Regions from separate parts of the Rattus norvegicus genome. Here region 1 is linked to region 2. A link is a contact called in public Hi-C data. All regions are on one chromosome and are shown on one strand. Each heading gives the region's core, a stretch centred on a gene start, on an enhancer-like site or on the middle of the called end of the contact. The rest is flanking DNA. Distances are from core to core; before and after follow the strand shown. Region 1 holds the start of Commd8 (COMM domain containing 8). Region 2 holds the start of Corin (corin, serine peptidase).

The links. A called contact is a pair of places that touch in the nucleus more often than the background predicts.
Region 1: a contact with region 2 is called in a Hi-C map of kidney, with 4 times the contacts expected there. The contact joins the promoter of Commd8 here to the promoter of Corin in region 2. A contact is called at or near these places in 3 of 12 Hi-C or Micro-C datasets (the A7r5 cell line, kidney and liver).

Annotation. Positions count from the first base shown.
Region 1 is chr14:36,400,796-36,406,302 of GRCr8, forward strand. Commd8 (COMM domain containing 8) reads left to right here and starts at 2,205. Exons shown (of 5, transcript NM_001106004.2): 1 at 2,205-2,282. The coding sequence starts at 2,217.
Region 2 is chr14:36,032,769-36,037,788 of GRCr8, forward strand. Corin (corin, serine peptidase) reads left to right here and starts at 2,798. Exons shown (of 22, transcript NM_182473.2): 1 at 2,798-3,089. The coding sequence starts at 2,823.

The sequences.
Region 1 (5,507 bases), core at 955-3,454, 370 kb after region 2:
AAGACTCCTTAGAAAGGAATCATAACATTTTCTAGGTGCTAGCCTATGCTTTATCCAAACAACCTTACAGATATGAACTTCTAACAAGCTCTGTAGAGTGTACATGGTCGTTGTAAGTAATGAGAGACTGAGACGCAGACACACAAGAGAGGGGAACTATGCTATTGCTTTACAGATGATAACAGTTACAAGGATTTAACTCCAGAGTCTGCATTTTGAGCCCTTCCTATAAATAGGGGTAGGGAGATAGAAACCCAACTACACCTAGCTGAGGTAGGATCAGAACAGACAGGTAATGTTTAAAATGCTTCAGGGGCTTGGTTTGTTGGCAAGCCTGAATACGTGGGTTCAGTCCCCAGGACCCTTAAAGAAAAGAACATCTATAAGTTGTCCTCAACCTACACACACACACACACACACACACACACACACACACACACACACACACACAAAATAAACTTTTTAATTAAAAAAGTTGAAAATTAAAAAAAATGATACCTTAGATTACTCAGGAAGACAAACTATTACTAACGAAAAGACATTAAATATTAAGGGCTCTTTCCTCTCACTTTATGTAATACTATAAGTGCAGTATCTGTCCGAAGTTCAATTTTGATAGTCACGTTTCAGTGGTCAAGTTTTTCTTGGTGGCCAGTGTTGTCTGGATCCAGTTTTTGTTATCCTTTATTCCTGATGGATATCATTTTGCACTATTGACTTACACATTGCATGGCCACAGGAGAATCATGCTTGCCTTCCTTTGCATAGGCAGAACACCCATTCTCTCCTTAGACTTTTGCAGCTATCACCCATGTGACTGGACAAGATATATATAATATATATATATATATATATATATATATTCCTCCACTAAGTCTGAATCCTAATCTTTAATACTGGCAAGATATTGACCACACAAGGCTACAGTGGAGACTAGTAAGACAAAATAAATCAAGAGTTTGTTATTTATTATATGCTTGACAGACATTTGTCTGATATGCTACACTGTATAAAATTCAACTTCCATAAGTGACAATGACAATACCCATCATTAGATTTATTGACGTACTTAAGTAGGTTTCCAGACAACCACTTATCTTAACAATGCTTGGGAACTCTCCATTCACAGTGCTTTAAGACATTGCCTTTAGCTGGAACAATGAGAGTCGTAAACATATGTTTTGTATTATGGTAAAACTTAGAAAGTAGTAAATGTTTTAAGTGAAAGACAGGTAAAGCCCTAAGACCTCATTCCCAAATGCCGGGGCACAAAGTGGAGAAAGGAATTTGAGGTTGACCTTGAACATTCTACTGGGCAGTTTTTCTCAGAATAATTTTCAGTTTGGATAGTTCCTTTCTCTTTTCCCGTGTGCTTCACCACTTTGTAACATTCTTAACTGTAACATTACAAATCGGGTTGCAATCACCTTTTCTGTCTAATAGTTATGGCACCTTTCCATGACAGGGCTCATTTTATCACGGACTTTCTACCTTTGGATTGAAATTACAGCTCAAAGAGTTTGGGGCTTAGTCCCTGGTAAATGCGTGGGTGTAGACAAGGGTTTTATTTACCAGCAGGTTGTTTTTGTATCTTAGCTTGGGTAATAAGTATTTGGGCTGCCTGATAATATATAGCTGACTCAGTTAAATACGAATTTCAGATAAAAAAAAAAGAACTTTTAGCTTAAGCTAGCTATGCAGTGTTTTGGATATATTTAAAACATTATTTGCCGTTCCCCTTAAACTTCACATTTAACTTTGCCTTTTTATGAGGCCTGTCGCGTTTGTTGTTTGCAAATGGGAAAAAAATCAAATATCTTCTTAGGATAAAAACATGTAACTTTAATTTGCCTTTGAGCTCAAACTCCTTGAATAGGAGAGTGTCAGATCTCTGAGGAAAAGGCCTTGGGATCAAACACAGACTGCGGCTAACCTTAAGTTCATGAGATCTGTCTCTGAACACAGTCTCAACCGAGCTGAAGTCTGTAAAACTCTTCCTCCAGATAGCAAGCGGTCGGAAACAGACTGCCCCTCAAGCAGAAAAAAAATTGCTCTTTCTTGTCTATGTGGGAAACCTATGCTTGAGGCTTTGCGCACGCGCACAAGGACTTTGAGCCTGACTGCTGGCCCCGCCCTCTGAGAAGTCACGTGGGAGAACCGTAGCTTACGCCTAAGGTCCAGGCCTATCACGTGACAGGTATCTTAGCTTCTCGGGGATGGAGCCGGAAGAGGGGACACCGCTTTGGCGGCTGCAGAAGCTTCCTCCGGAGCAGGGCGCCGGGGTGAGGAGTTTCGGAAGGGAATGGGAAGGCGGGGTCGGGACGATTATTCCTGGGACCCTGGAGACAGAATGGCGGCTAAAGAAATTTACGCGGGCCTGGGAATGGCCCAGGCCTGGGTGCGTGCGGGGTCTTCTTGATTCTAGAAAGCCTGAGATCTGCTGCGTCCGCGAGTAGGTTCTGCACTCTTTGAGTTCAGGTCTCCGGAACCTGAACTCTGCGTACCCATTCTGTGTGAGGTACAGCGGATGCGGTGAGGACTCGAACCTGTCTCCTGGAGGGCGGCAGGAACCAACTCCTAGCCAGAAAAGGACTGGCCACTAACTTACGTATGGCCAAGAGGTGATTGTCGCCGCAGAAAACAACTCACCCACAAAGCCAGGCTTTCCCTGCAGTACACTTTGGGTCCAGACCCCTGTGAAAGTGATTTGATGGTTTCATTAAACTCTGCCCAGGGTTTCGTAAGTCTCCGTTGTAGCCCTCCTTCCCAAAGTCGGCTTCAGTTGTAGGTGGAAGAAATTTAACTTCACTCCTTTCGTTGCCTAGGAAACGTATCTTAAACATTTTCTTTGATTTTACAAACGAGGACGGTGAAATACTATCTATGGACTGAGTCTCCTAACTTTCAGGGCTGCTTTCCTCTCACATAGAGATGGCCAAGACATTGACTCTTGAATCTGAGCGGAGCCGGCTGTCTGCTTCCCGGGCCTCCGCCTTTGCCACAGCTGTGGAGAATCCCCGCTTTGGCGCTCCGCTCCTTTTTCACTGCATCAGTTCCTCCCTGGCCTGGGTTGTGATGCCACCATTCTTACCGGGTCACTCGATTTAAAAGAATCTGGGTTTCATCCTTGGACTTCCCTTTTTAACCACTTTTACCTGTTTACCATCTCTGCCACTCTAGTCTCCATAATCTTAGTCTTGCATTTACCTCCTGCTCTTCCAATATCTTGGCAAAGTTTTGGAACAATAATCTAATTGCTTGAATAAAAGTTGAGCACAGATTAAAGCCTTCGCTCCTTTCTGTTGTTATTGCAAGGCCCTCTGCGATTTGGCCCTTACTTTTTCAAAGGTCCTTGCTTTTTCACTCTCCTCTACCTCTGAATAGACGCTGGTCCCACTCCTGCACTGGGGTTTTAGGTCCAATCCTGTGTGCGCATGCGTATCCGCCTCTCTGTGTCTGGAAATGCCTGCTAGGCACTCATCCTCCTAATACAGCCAGATCCTTGCTCCTATGCACCTGTCATGAACACCTTTTACATCTGCTCCTCTATCACATCCACTTATTTATATGTGGACTTTCTGGTAAATAGATTGGAACTCCGTTATGGTAGAGCATCACCTATCCCCAATGTCCTCATTTGTAAAACGAGAACGGTCACAATGTTTACATAATAGAGATGTAGGGAGTGTCACGGTAGTGTTTGGCAGTCATTACAGGTGGCTTTTTTTTTTTTTTTTGTATTTCCATTTTATATAATGCAACAAACTACATGGTTATGAGTGAGCAAAAGGTGGTATTTGTATTTTTTTGTACCTTTTTCTCAGTTTGAGTTCTTGGAGTTATATTATCATGGGACAGTAGGAGAGAAGATGAAATATGTGTAAAAAGTTGGGAAGAATTAAGTATTTATGGCACAGAAGCATAATATCGCACATTAGCCAATGTCTTAGTCAGTGTGTGGAGGTGAGTCAGAAATTACCCATTTGTGTGGTGTTAGTGGGGGAAGTTCTCCCAGGAGTGGGTTAAGATCTAAGACAATCGGAGTCAAAAGACTTAACTAAATGCTGTCTCCCAGGTACTTGGATTTAAATGGTCCGTTGGCAGGATGCAAATGTTGGCTGGAACAGAATCACATGAATATGATTATCTGTGATACAGCACAGAAGGCTTGAACTGAGGAAGTAGTGATAGACGAAGGCAGACTCATGGCCTTCAGATGTCTTGTGCCTGCTAGGATGGTTGAGTTACTGTGCTCATATGTAATTCTGTGACGTTGTGGGGGCAGGTGACATTTTTCTCTTACACCTGGACTGCAGAGAATTTAACTAAAAGGAGTTGGTGGAACCCCAACTTTGCCCCAGACCCAGCCTTCATATTTTGTTACATTGACATGATTTCTGTTGCTGGTAGTCCAGGGTGGAAGGAACGTAGGAGAAGAAAGATGGCCAGCGCTTTCTCAGACCAAAACAAAATAAAACAAAATGCACCCCCACTGAGGAGTAGCAATGCTGTGAGAGGGGAGGCAAAGCCAGACCAGGATAGTAGTGCTCCACTGGAGCACTATCTGTGAGAGGGGCACTATCTGTGAGAGGAGCACTATCTGTGAGAGGAGCACTGTCTGTGAGAGGAGCACTGTCTGTGAGAGGAGCACTGTCTGTGAGAGGAGCACTGTCTGTGAGAGGAGCACTCTGTGAGAGGAGCACTGTCTATGAGAGGAGCACTATCTGTGAGAGGAGCACTATCTGTGAGAGGAGCACTATCTGTGAGAGGAGCCCTGTCTGTCTGTGAGAGGAGCCCTGTCTGTCTGTGAGAGGAGCCCTGTCTGTCTGTGAGAGGAGCCCTGTCTGTCTGTGAGAGGAGCCCTGTCTGTCTGTGAGAGGAGCCCTGTCTGTCTGTGAGAGGAGCCCTGTCTGTCTGTGAGAGGAGCCCTGTCTGTCTGTGAGAGGAGCCCTGTCTGTCTGTGAGAGGAGCCCTGTCTGTCTGTGAGAGGAGCCTGTCTGTGAGAGGAGCACTGTGAGAGGAGCACTGTCTGTGAGAGGAGCCCTGTCTGTCTGTGAGAGGAGCCCTGTCTGTCTGTGAGAGGAGCCCTGTCTATCTGTGAGAGGAGCCCTGTCTGTCTGTGAGAGGAGCCCTGTCTGTCTGTGAGAGGAGCCCTGTCTGTCTGTGAGAGGAGCACTGTCTGTGAGAGGAGCCCTGTCTGTCTGTGAGAGGAGCCCTGTCTGTCTGTGAGAGGAGCCCTGTCTGTCTGTGAGAGGAGCCCTGTCTGTCTGTGAGAGGAGCCCTGTCTGTCTGTGAGAGGAGCCCTGTCTGTCTGTGAGAGGAGCCCTGTCTGTCTGTGAGAGGAGCCCTGTCTGTCTGTGAGAGGAGCACTGTCTGTGAGAGGAGCACTGTCTGTGAGAGGAGCACTGTGCTTATTATACAGAAAGGATGGCTTCAGATCCCAGAGAAAAGCTTTTACATGTACTGCTTTCCATTCAGGAATTTTGGGGAAAAAAAACCCAAGTGTA
Region 2 (5,020 bases), core at 1,548-4,047:
GAGACTCTCACTCAAGTCTCAGGATGATGCGACCTCCCAAGAACTCATGTGAGACCGTCCTTGTTGTAATAAACATGAGGTTTATTGATAGGAACCAGTGCACTGGGGTCGAGACTCATATCCCACGCAGGGGCAGTGGAGTTCAACCGAGATCCTTACTTTTAAGGAAGGTTCCTATTTATTCATATGACTCAGTTGAAGAAGATGAAGGCACAGAAAATTATTTCTATGACTAACACACAAATGAGTATTTTTGTCAGTAATCACCATAAATTTCTTTAATGTTTGTTTTTTTCTTTTAAATTATATGACTAGTTTGATATATGCCTGAAATGCTAGACAATAAAACTTTCAGAATGGTACCAGAAATACTAATTTTTTATTTATTTATTTATTTTTTTGCAAAACAAGAGTATTTTAAGACGCTGGACAGTGATTAATCATTTGTTAACTGAGGGGCTGGGAGTCCAGTTGTAGAGCACTTCCCTTGCAAAGCTCACAACCACAGCTCTAATAATGTAAGTTTAAGTCCGTGACATGATTTTCTAAAGGAATAATGCCACAGTGATCAGTAAAAAAATCACTGTGAGCACGCTGCATAATTAACTTGAAAATAAGACATGTTTGATTTCTTACAGTATTAAATTACAAAGTCTAAACATAGACGCTCACCCTCATTTCTCATACTGTGCTCCCAAGCAGCAAAAAGTACCTCAGCTACTGCTCCTGATACTCATGGCGGCTGGAGCTATTAGGAGGGAGTATTTAGAGCAGTTACCTCATCAGTACAGTAGCCGCCTCTGGAACCTAGCATAGTGGAGCAAGGAACAGGGTAAGAATCTACTTAGCTATTTCTGTTTCATAGCTCCCACAGCTCCACCAGGGGGCAGAACTGGGAAAAGAAACTCATCTGCGACTTCAAGAACGGACACCCATTTGCAGACTGCTCAACTCTGGCCCTCAGGTGGAGTTGGCAGATGTGTCTCCTGGGCTCTGGATTCTCCGACAGGGGCCCTGTGAGTGGAGGTGTGTGCTAAGGCAGTGTCTCAGTAAGAACTCAGTCACAAAATGCCACCATCTCTGGGGACTGTCAGGTCACTGCCAAATAGATGACTGGTTACTCCAGCTGCCTCCCATCTCTGAGTTAAAAAGGATACGTGTGTGTGTGTGTGTGTGTGTGTGTGTGTGTGTGTGTGTGTGTGTGTAGTGCTTAGTGCAGAGTCTGCCATGCTGGAACACTGGGAGGTTGTGAATTATGAAACGCTTGTTAGAAACTGCATTCCTCACAGATGCTGGGATAACTTGAAATCAGTGTCCCACGTCTTTTTTTTTTTTTTTTTTTCTTTATTTCGGAGCTGGGGACCGAACCAAGGGTCTTGCGCTTGCTAGGCAAGGGCTCTACCACTGAGCTAAATCCCCAACCCGTGCCCCACGTCTTTAACTACACGTAGATGGCATTTCCCACACTGCATGTCTTTTCTGAGGCAAAGCACCCATTACCACTTCCTTCCAGTTGTACAAATGTGCCTTTTTGTCCACGCTTGTACTCAAGGGGCAGGTCCTATTGTCTACTATATGTGGCCTTCTCTAATGGAGATGGGCTACGGTATAACCTTGAACAGTCTTTGAAATTTTGAATAAAAATACACTTAAAAGTCATGTCTAAGAAAATTTAAATCTTTGTTATCCTTTTAAAATTTTTTTCTTTTTTCGATAAATATTTAAGAATTGCCTTGGCCTTCAATGCAACCTTTGCTTTGGAATGTCGACACTGTTCTCTCTCTTTGCTGCCACAGGAATGGGGCTGGGTCTGTCTGACAGGCACAAATTTGCCGGTCCCTGATTTCAGCCTTGTTCTTGTCCGGCAATGCCAGGCTGGAGTTCTGGCCCATAGGGCTTGAGCAGCCAAGCTGGCTCGCAAATGCAGTTTTCCCCCTAAACCTGTAGCAGAAGACAGATTTACAATTTGTGTAACGCAGATAATGTCTGCCTTCAAAACCTTACGTCTCTTCCAACACAACAAACAACATTGGATTGCCAGTGCCCGGAGGCAGTCATTTTGATACTTGCCTGGTTAGATTCCTGTTTGGGGGGATAGAGCATTCTAGGATGTTATAATGACAGTTCGGAGGAGAGCAGCCCTTTACACGGCTCAACTAAGTTCTGGCCTTTGCTGCTCCTGTCCCATAGTTTAAGGGTTTGTTTGTTTCCTGGTGTGGGGGATGGGGGCAGGAGACTCTTGGCTCTCCATCTGCCATAGAAAATGAACTTTTTTGAAGGCAGGGCTGGGTATGGAGGAGCTGTCTCATTAAGGGTTATGGGTAGGACCCAGAGACGTGAGTGAAGGGAGGGAGTGGTCTGAGGGTGGGGTCTGCCCAGCAACAAAATATGGGGCTCCTGTCCCCTGACTACAACTTCACTCCGAGTGAGGAGAAAGACACCCGTAGTTGCCTCTCCTAGAGATCCATAGAGCAGAGAAGAGCGACCGAGATAAGAGTGGACAGAGGATAAAGATATGTTCACGAAACGGCCCCCCGCCCTTGCTCCGGAGGAGCACAGTCGCCGAGCCGACGCCCCAAAGAGGGTAAGATCCACCCTCCTCGCTCCTCCAGCACACAGGTCGCGTGGCCTGAGTCCTGGTGACTTCAGAGTCAATCTTTTTCTCCCCGTCCCTTCCTCCCTCCATCGGGTGCCACCTCCTGCCTGTCCGTAGGTCAGTCAGTGAGCACAGACTTCTCAGTGGCTCGCTCAGTGCCCTGCAGCTAGTCCCCAAGCGGACAGTCCTCCACTCCCGTGGCTTGGAGTCGGAGGCTCGGACAGTCATGGGCAGGGTTTCTTTCAACGTTCGGGTCAGCTCTGTGAGGAGAGCCCGCTGCTCTTGTCCTGGGCGATGCTACCTGTCCTGCAGAGTCCCTCCAACCACCGCCCTCCATGCACTGAACGGGTTTGGCCGCGCGGGGGTTCTGGGGGAGACTGCAGGTGGAACCGTCGGACTCGGCCCCTCGGGGACCCGTGGCTTCCTCTCCGGGTCCAAGTTCCAGGCTTCGGGCAGCTTGAAGGATTGCTTTGGAGCCCCGCCTGCTCCAGACGTAAGCCTGCATCCCTACTGCGCGCGGCCCTGCTACTGGCGCCGTGACTAGGTCCCATTTGTAGTAGTGTCCCCCGTTGGGGATCAGTCAGTGCCCCGGGATGGTGCTATGCATTGGTACCGCACAACTAAGAGGTCGGAACGCCCGGGTCCCCTGCTCGCGAGCTTACTCCGGGACGGCACCGACTCCGCGCGCACCGAGCACAGTCCCTGGTTTGCAGCACAGGTTTTGAGCTGTTAGGATTTGGGACGCTTGCCCCAATCCCTGCAGTCCTGGGAAGGGTTAGCCTTGCTGCCACTGTCTGCAGAGAGAAGGAAGGGTACTGCAGAAGGTCCCCCTGACCTGAGCCCCAGGAAACCCAGTCTAGGTTGCAGCCACCCTTGTCTGCTGTGTCGTTAGGGTCTTGGAGTCCGCTGGTTACCGCCAGGATCCCTGTTGCGCAAAGCGGGAACCGGACCAGCCAGTGCGGGCAGGGAGAGAGCGTGCTTGGGAAGGCGTCCTGAGGTGCTGTCCTACCAGGTTCTGCTAGAACTCAGTGCGGGACTTCTGTGCCGGAGCTCTAGAGGCGGGAGAATGATAGTGGGCGCGCTTTGCGCAGCTTCCCAGTTTTGGGGACCGAGGTGGAGACTTAGTTTCCAGATTCCCAGGAAAGTAATCGTAGCAATCGCTTCCCACTGAAACTTCTCGGAACTTCGCGCTGCGAAGGCTTACAGAACAAGGCTCCGAGGGTCTCCAGGACCATGGCTATATAGTCATTCCACTTTTAAGATAGGAAGGAATCTACTGATGGACGCGTAAGTCCGCAGGAGAACAGCAGAGGGCCACCGCAAAGGGAGCCATGCTAGGACTTACTGCTGCTTGTTCAGGGGCGCATTTTGGTAGAGTTTTGAAGTGAGACGTGCTGTAAACATTAATTTTGGCAAATCTCCCGAACAAACAACAACTAGGCTTTTGGGAGTGTGTCAGTCACAATACCACCAACACTCCTCGTTTCCTGATACCCACTAGTCTTGTTTGAGAAGGCGCTCAAAATCAGTTTCTATAACCAAGGCTCTGGGGTGATATCCACGTAGGTGCTCGTCGAGCAGTTAGGACCTGCAGACTCCTCCTGACCACAACAAGAGTTTTGATTGTATGAAGTATCTTTAGGGTGAGTAGAACTTGGAGTAACCTAATCCTCAGGAAGCTGTGAAGCTTTCGTAGGGGAGGAGGGGTCTGTTCCAGAAAGTTCCATGTGGGATAGGGTTACAATAAAAATAAAAACCTAAGTTGTCCTTCCAGTGAGATAAGGAGACAGAAGAAATGAAGAAATGCTTTATTAATCTCTCCATGTAGATTTCCAAGAATGAGGTCTTTTGTTTGTTTGTTTGCTTTGAAGACACGGAATTGATTTTATAGCAGAGTGGACAGGAGGCCTTTGTATCTGCTATACTGAAAAGGCAAAGGACCGCTGTGGGGAGGTACTGCTAATTTCAGGATTGAACAGGGAGAGGTAGGGGCAGGGGCAAGAGGGGTGCTGTACACAAGGGCATTTAAGGCTCAGGGCCGTCTGGGTGAGGATCATCTCTGTTCAGGGTCTAGTGCTCCAGGGAAATCATCAAAGCATGGCCTCAGTCTCCATAGAGTGGTGACTGCCCCTGTGTAGGGGGTGAGTGTCACCCTGGGCTGGTCTCCCTGTAAAGCTCTCTGTTTCCGGAAGGTGTCAGCATAGCTACCAGGGATTTTGAGGTGCTACTTTGGGGAATATGGAACAGGGAGTCATACAAGCTCATGGAGGACAGTATCATCGTGTCTGTACCGAGCTGGCTTGTGCTTCAGGCTTGAAGGGGAATAAGAGACACCGGTTTATTTAGAGCTGAACCCCCCCCCCCCCCCGACCATTTTGAGATAGACATTCTTTAAATAGTTGCATGTTGTGTGCAAAGCGGAAA